Regions from separate parts of the Gossypium hirsutum genome. Here region 2 is linked to region 1. A link is a contact called in public Hi-C data. All regions are on one chromosome and are shown on one strand. Each heading gives the region's core, a stretch centred on a gene start, on an enhancer-like site or on the middle of the called end of the contact. The rest is flanking DNA. Distances are from core to core; before and after follow the strand shown. Region 1 holds the start of LOC107963882 (serine/threonine-protein phosphatase 6 regulatory subunit 3). Region 2 has its middle 7.9 kb from the start of LOC107963879.

What was found. Hi-C and Micro-C count contacts between places; a contact is called where the count stands out from the background.
Region 2: a contact with region 1 is called in a Hi-C map of leaf, with 3 times the contacts expected there. The contact joins the enhancer-like site here to the promoter of LOC107963882 in region 1. A contact is called at or near these places in 6 of 34 Hi-C or Micro-C datasets (anther, callus, hypocotyl and 2 more).

Annotation. Positions count from the first base shown.
Region 1 is chrA03:6,309,363-6,312,486 of Gossypium_hirsutum_v2.1, reverse strand. It overlaps LOC107963882 (serine/threonine-protein phosphatase 6 regulatory subunit 3), which reads left to right and starts at 1,437. Exons shown (of 21, transcript XR_005921752.1): 1 at 1,437-1,464; 2 at 1,848-1,888; 3 at 2,424-2,527; 4 at 2,706-2,792; 5 at 2,890-2,965; 6 at 3,055-3,124.
Region 2 is chrA03:6,385,380-6,388,503 of Gossypium_hirsutum_v2.1, reverse strand. It overlaps the pseudogene LOC107963880. Among protein-coding and RNA genes, the nearest start is that of LOC107963879, 7.9 kb to the left of the region's middle. Within about 2 kb of position 1,698, at least 6 of the 9 cell types and tissues checked have an H3K27ac peak or open chromatin away from gene starts, as enhancers often do.

The sequences.
Region 1 (3,124 bases), core at 188-2,687:
CTATTTGAACTGTGAACCCAAATATTATCAGGTCAATGCTAATTATGTAAATATAAAATATTTTTTGCACCATATTATGGGGTATGATATAATTTAAGAAAATGGTGCCAAACACAAGCATCATAGACATCTTGCAAACTCTTTAATTTGTGCAACGCTTTGAAATGTTGTTGAGAAGATATTTGTTGTTTTAAAAAAATCCATATTAAGAATTTCACCTTAGTATAGCATAAAAAACAAAATTGGATCGCATTAACATGTTTCATATTTCACAACTTCATTCATAAGTGGAATTGAGATAATTCTTACTTCTAAGAGTACATGGAAGAATGAGATATAGATAATTTTAACGATGCAGATTCAAATTCAGACGAATTCGATCAAGAACCAGCAGATAATGATAATGGACATATGTTAAATATTAAAAAGGGAATAACTCAACAAGAACGCACTATAACAATCAAGTAGAGTTGCATATGATTTTTATTTTTCTTATTATTTTTATTAATAATCAAATAGTCAACTAATTTTTTAGACTAATATAATACATATAATGATTTGATTTTAATTTTTGTTACTTTTTTTAGAAATTATTTTTTAAAGTAATTAATATTTTAATATGAAATTACAATGTAATTATACTCTGTCAACAGAACATGTCTAGAGAATTACAATTATCTTGTAATTACCTGTTTTAATCAATTACTCAATGATATTCAAACAAATCCTTGAAATGTTAATGATTGGACTAAAATATAAATGACTTAATTTTTATTTTTTTAAATACATGGATTAAATGTTAAAATTTATAAAACTACAACCACTAAGGGCTAGTTTGAGTGTTTAGCATTACTGTCAAAAAAGTATTTTTGAGAAATAAAATGTCAATTTTGAACATGTTATTATCAAGTAACAAATATGCATTTAAATAATATTTAAATTAATTAATATTATTATATTTTAATAAAAATATAAAAGAAATTATTATAATTTGTTGTTAATATTTTAATATATGAAATATAAATTTCAAATATTTTAAGCAATAAATATTAATTATTTATAAAAATTAATTAGAATATATAAACTATATTTTAAATATTTAAATATAACCATTAAATATTTGTAATTAGTATTTTAAAAAATATTTTTTAATTTTTAATTAATAATTTTAATACATTTGTAATTAAGTACAAAAAAAAATATTATTTTATTAGAGGAGTGCTCTTAAAAAAACATTTTTAAAAAGCTTGAAATTTCATCTCTTATCCGTTTGTTTAGCATAATTTTTTTTCTAAAAATACTTTTGAAACAAAAAAGTATTTTTTTTTGTTAAGCATCGCAAAATAGGCCCTAAAAAAGAGAGTGTATATTTTAATCTAATAATATTTTAAAACTTTTAATTTAAATTCGAATTAAAAAGAACCAAATGAGCTATCCCATCTGGTGGACAGATGCACTATATATGTATGTATGTATGCATGTTAGTGTACATGCATCCATGATGATTTGAACCCTTCCCCTTCTTCTTGGCCATAACCATAGACATAAAACTAAAAGTAGTTTTCTGAGAATCGAAGTACTTCTTTTTTGTACTTTTTTTATTTTCTTTTCACTTGCAAAACGTTTTTTTAGCTTATTTTTCTCTTCCTTCCTTAGCTACCACTATAATATAACAGCAAAAAAAAATTGTTTTTTTTTTAAATTTTAATATTATTATTATTTTTCTCTTCTTTACTCTTGAATCTCCCCTTTTTTCCCTTATTTTTCGATATTTCCTAGATTCACTGGTAATTTTTAGGGTTTACTGATCTAATCTGATACTCTGCCTACTATTTTTCTGTTCTTAGCCATGTTTTGGAAGCTCCCATCTCTATCCGCCTCTTGTCCGGTGAGTAATTTTATTTTAATTAGTTAATTAATTAAGATCTTTTATTAGAGTAAGTTTTATTAGTTGTAATTAACTTGTTAACTTTTGGTTAGATTTTTTTTTCTTTGTAGGTTTGAATCAGTGCTTTTCTTTTAACTTAGTTATGTTGAAATTTACTTCTTTTTATACTTAATTTACTTTTGGATTCATTGATGCCGTAGCAGAGTAGCTTCACTGACTTAGATTTGTCCGCTTGTTTGGAAATTTTCATTGCTCGATTCGATGATTATCTTTTTTTTTGGTTTTTTAGAAATCTTTAAGCTAGTTTGTGTGGTAATGGCTGTAGTTCCTTTTATTTGAAGATGAAATATAACTGCTATTGAATCAAATTGGTGAAAATATATTAAGCTAATTATAGTTTGCTGGATTTGCTTTCTAATTGATGTTCATTCTCCATTTCCACTCGTTTTCTTATGAATATTGTTGAGTGACTCATTTTAATTTTTTGTTTACTATAATTATGATTAGTTTTGTTGACTGCGATTTTCTTTGATAGGTGGAGTCGATATTAGACAAGGAGAACTTTACTTTGGAAGAGCTTCTGGACGAGGAAGAAATAATCCAAGAGTGTAAAGCTTTAAATAGTCGACTCATCAATTTGTAAATTTTTCCACTATCACATTGCGCTTTTCCAGTTTTTTGCTATTATTAATATTTTTCTTTCTAATTAGTTTTTTTAGTATATTGCAATTGGTTGGATGCTATGACTTAAATTTTCAAGTGTTTGTATAATCTAGTAGAGAGCTAGTTCTTCATGTACTCGACTTTTTATGTGCAGTCTACGAGATAGAGCCCAGGTTGAGCAGTTACTACGATATGTTGTTGAAGAGCCTCCAGAGGATGCTGATAGCAAACGGGCGTTCAAGTATGTAATTTTCATTAAACCAGGAATAAGGAACTAGACTACTTTGTGTTTCCTTGTATTGTAAATTTTCTGATGCTATTTATTCTTTTTTGTGTAGGTTCCCGTTCATTGCCTGTGAGGTATTTACATGTGAGATTGACGTTATTCTGAAGACTTTAGCCGAGGATGAAGAGGTATGGCCTTCATTTGCATTATTGGATATGCATCTTTAGCTATGGACATTGCTATGGTTTTGTTTCATATGATTTTCTCTTTTTGGCAGTTGATGAACTTACTTTTCTCTTTCTTGCAACCAAACCGTCCTCATAGTGCCTTGCTAGCTGGTTATTTCA
Region 2 (3,124 bases), core at 449-2,948, 76 kb before region 1:
AGACAATACCAATTCAATAAAAAGCGCATGAATTTAGGATGATCCAATTTCAAATTCGCCTCTGCATTACTCCTCGTCCACGTATAGCCTGTATCCACAAAAGCTTGATCACAACTTTGAGAACCAAAATAACATTTTAAACATTTTTTTTTCATATAATGTATGTTTTGTGATATTTATGTTGATTATACAATTACTTATCTTTTAAATTTTATTTCAAATATATAATGTTATATTTTTAAATTCATGATAATTATATTTTAATAGTTAAAATATAATTTATATATTGAAATTAAAAATTTACAAAGAATTAAAATTAACTACTTAAAATTTATATTTCAGCTATCAAAAAATTAGTAATAAATTAAAATAAATAATTTTCTCATATTTTTATTGAAATATCATACTGTTAATGAATTTAAATATCATTTAAATATATATTTACTTTTCAACATTATATCTAAGATCAAAATTTTAACTTCTTAAAAATATTTTTTAACAATAATACTTCAATTTTAAACCAATTTTTTTTAAAAAAAATCGGTAGCAACGTAATTTTATTTATAGAAGTTTTACATAGTGTTGTAATAATTAACCCATTAATAACTAATTGGCATAATAAAAGATTTAGCCTTTAATTTTTATATTTTTTATTAATTTGACCCTTTTTTTGAACTAAGTTTGACCCTTAACCTTTTAAAAAAAATCGAATTTAACCATCAACCTTTCTAAAAAAGTAGAATTATTATTTTTGAAAGATTAATAATCAAATTTAACTAAAAAAAGAGAATAAAGATCAAATTGACAAAAGATGTAAACATTTAAAACTAAATTTATCATTAAACCCTAAATAGTTATAGCAATTATTTCAACAACTAATATGTGTAGATTTAAGTATATTAAAACACAATTTTTTTGAGTTATAAATAAAAGTAAATATCATATTAAAAATTTATATTACATTACAATAAAGATATATACTTTTATTTTGCTTATAACAAAAGAAAAATCTATATATTATAAAGTTGTAAGTAAATTTAACTCTTTCAAAATAAACTCACCAATTAAATCTTTATATTATTGCGAAATAAGTAAATAAAGATAATTAAATAAGATTAATATATATTTTTTAAAATACTTTATTTAAAAAATCTCTAAAGTTTTTTAAAGGAAAACGAAAAAGTACGAAATCGTTTGAACCTTCGGTTTTGATTTAATCGATTTTATAACTTAAAAATATAAATTAATAATAATTAATATAAAAGTATAATATTTTAAAAATAAAAAAATATTTATAATATATAAAAGCACGAGAAAATTCTGAATTAATTTACCATATTATTAAATAACTAATTTTAAAAAAATAGATATAATAATTTATTAATATTTTACTAATTACGATGTGATAATAATAAAAATATCATTATTTAACAAATAATTAATAAATAGTATATTAATATAGTAGAATAATTATTTGGTGCAGTGATGAAAAATTTTAACTATTGTTCGACTCTCCGTAGACCTTCTCGCTCCCTCGCCGCTGGAATCCTAGTAAGTTCTTTCTCAAATCTTCCGCTAATGGCGCGCCTTTTTTTTGTTTTTTTTTGGTCTTTCTATGCTAAATTGAGCCGTGGGGTGTGATTGGTGTTAGCCTGCTCCGCCGTCGTGATCGCCGGAGGTTCAGCTCAGCTAGTCGTAGGGAATTACTAGAATGCCCTTCAATAGTTAATGATTTAGCAGAAGGCAGTGGGGTTTTCTTGGCTTTTTTTCAGATGATGGAAGCGAAAACTTAATTAATTTTTGAGGGAAATAAAAATGGGATTCTTATGATTTTTCTTCAATTTTTTTTCTCTCTGATATTCTGGGAAACTGCTGTATTTTGATTATATGGGTTCTGTAGGTGTAATTAATGGCTTAATCATGGGTATTTTGGTCATAAAAATGTTTCATTTCAGGCCATCTCAATTGACTGCCCCAGGATAAAACGGTAGAGAAGGCAAAATTTAATTTGGTGTCTCAATCTCTTGCAGACTTTAATTAGTTCAAGTAGGTGTATGAACATTTGTCTGCGCAACAGAAAAAAAAATGAAAAAGAAATGTGATATGCAAATGTTATTGTAGGTTAAAAGAACGTGTTTTTTCGGGACAGGTTTTATGGGAAGAGTGGGTTCGGTTTCGTGTTGGCAATGCTTCCTAGAGAAACGGTTAGTTTTCCTTTAGCAAATGATCAAAGTTATCATTTTTAATTTTGTATGAATTGTTTTTGTTGAGACACGAGTGTTGGTGCATTATTAATATGAATTGCCTTTTTCGGCATAGTGAAAAGCATGTAAATACGAGCAAAATGGGGTGCTTGGACTTAGGTTGGGGGATCGTGTAGAACTACAAGGATGAGAGGCATTTTAGTTAATTGTTTCATATGAAGCTACGCACCTTCAGTGAATTGGCAAATTCTTGATGATTTTTGTTGTGTTTATATCTCAATTTTCTCGAATATGCCTGTCTGGATATCTCGAGTTTTATTGAGATTGATACTGATCCGGCCTTGTTATGTTAGGATGAGACAGGAGTTTATAAGAACTCTTACAGGAAATTGCAGAAAGAGTTGGGGCTCCATTGCCTCAGTATACAACATTTAGATCAGGTCTCAGGCACCTGCCTATTTTTACGGGAACGGTTGAATTGGCTGGAAATTGGAATCAGATTCACCGGGGAACCAGCTAAGAACAAGAAACGAGCAGAAAAGAATGCAGCCATGGCAGCTTGGACATCTCTAAAACTATGTGAGTCTGTGTTTCATTTTTCCTAGGGATAAATGTTTGTTCGAAATTGAATACTGTGTTTTATTTCCAGTGGCGAAAGAAACTGCAAATTCTCCTTCAGAGCCAGAGAACAATGATGAGCTTGAACAGATCACGATAGCTCGGGCTCTGTTGAATTACCAAATAAAGGAAAAGACGGCTATGGCAAACTCCTCCAATGCGCCAGTAGTATTTACCAATAAGTTTCCTAGTCAGAATCCTAGACCAACAGGTCCACAGCCTCCTGCTACCACCTCGAAAATCCTTACTTCAATCTGCCCGAAGGTGGTTCCTCGAAACAGATCTATGTCAGCAACAGCAAA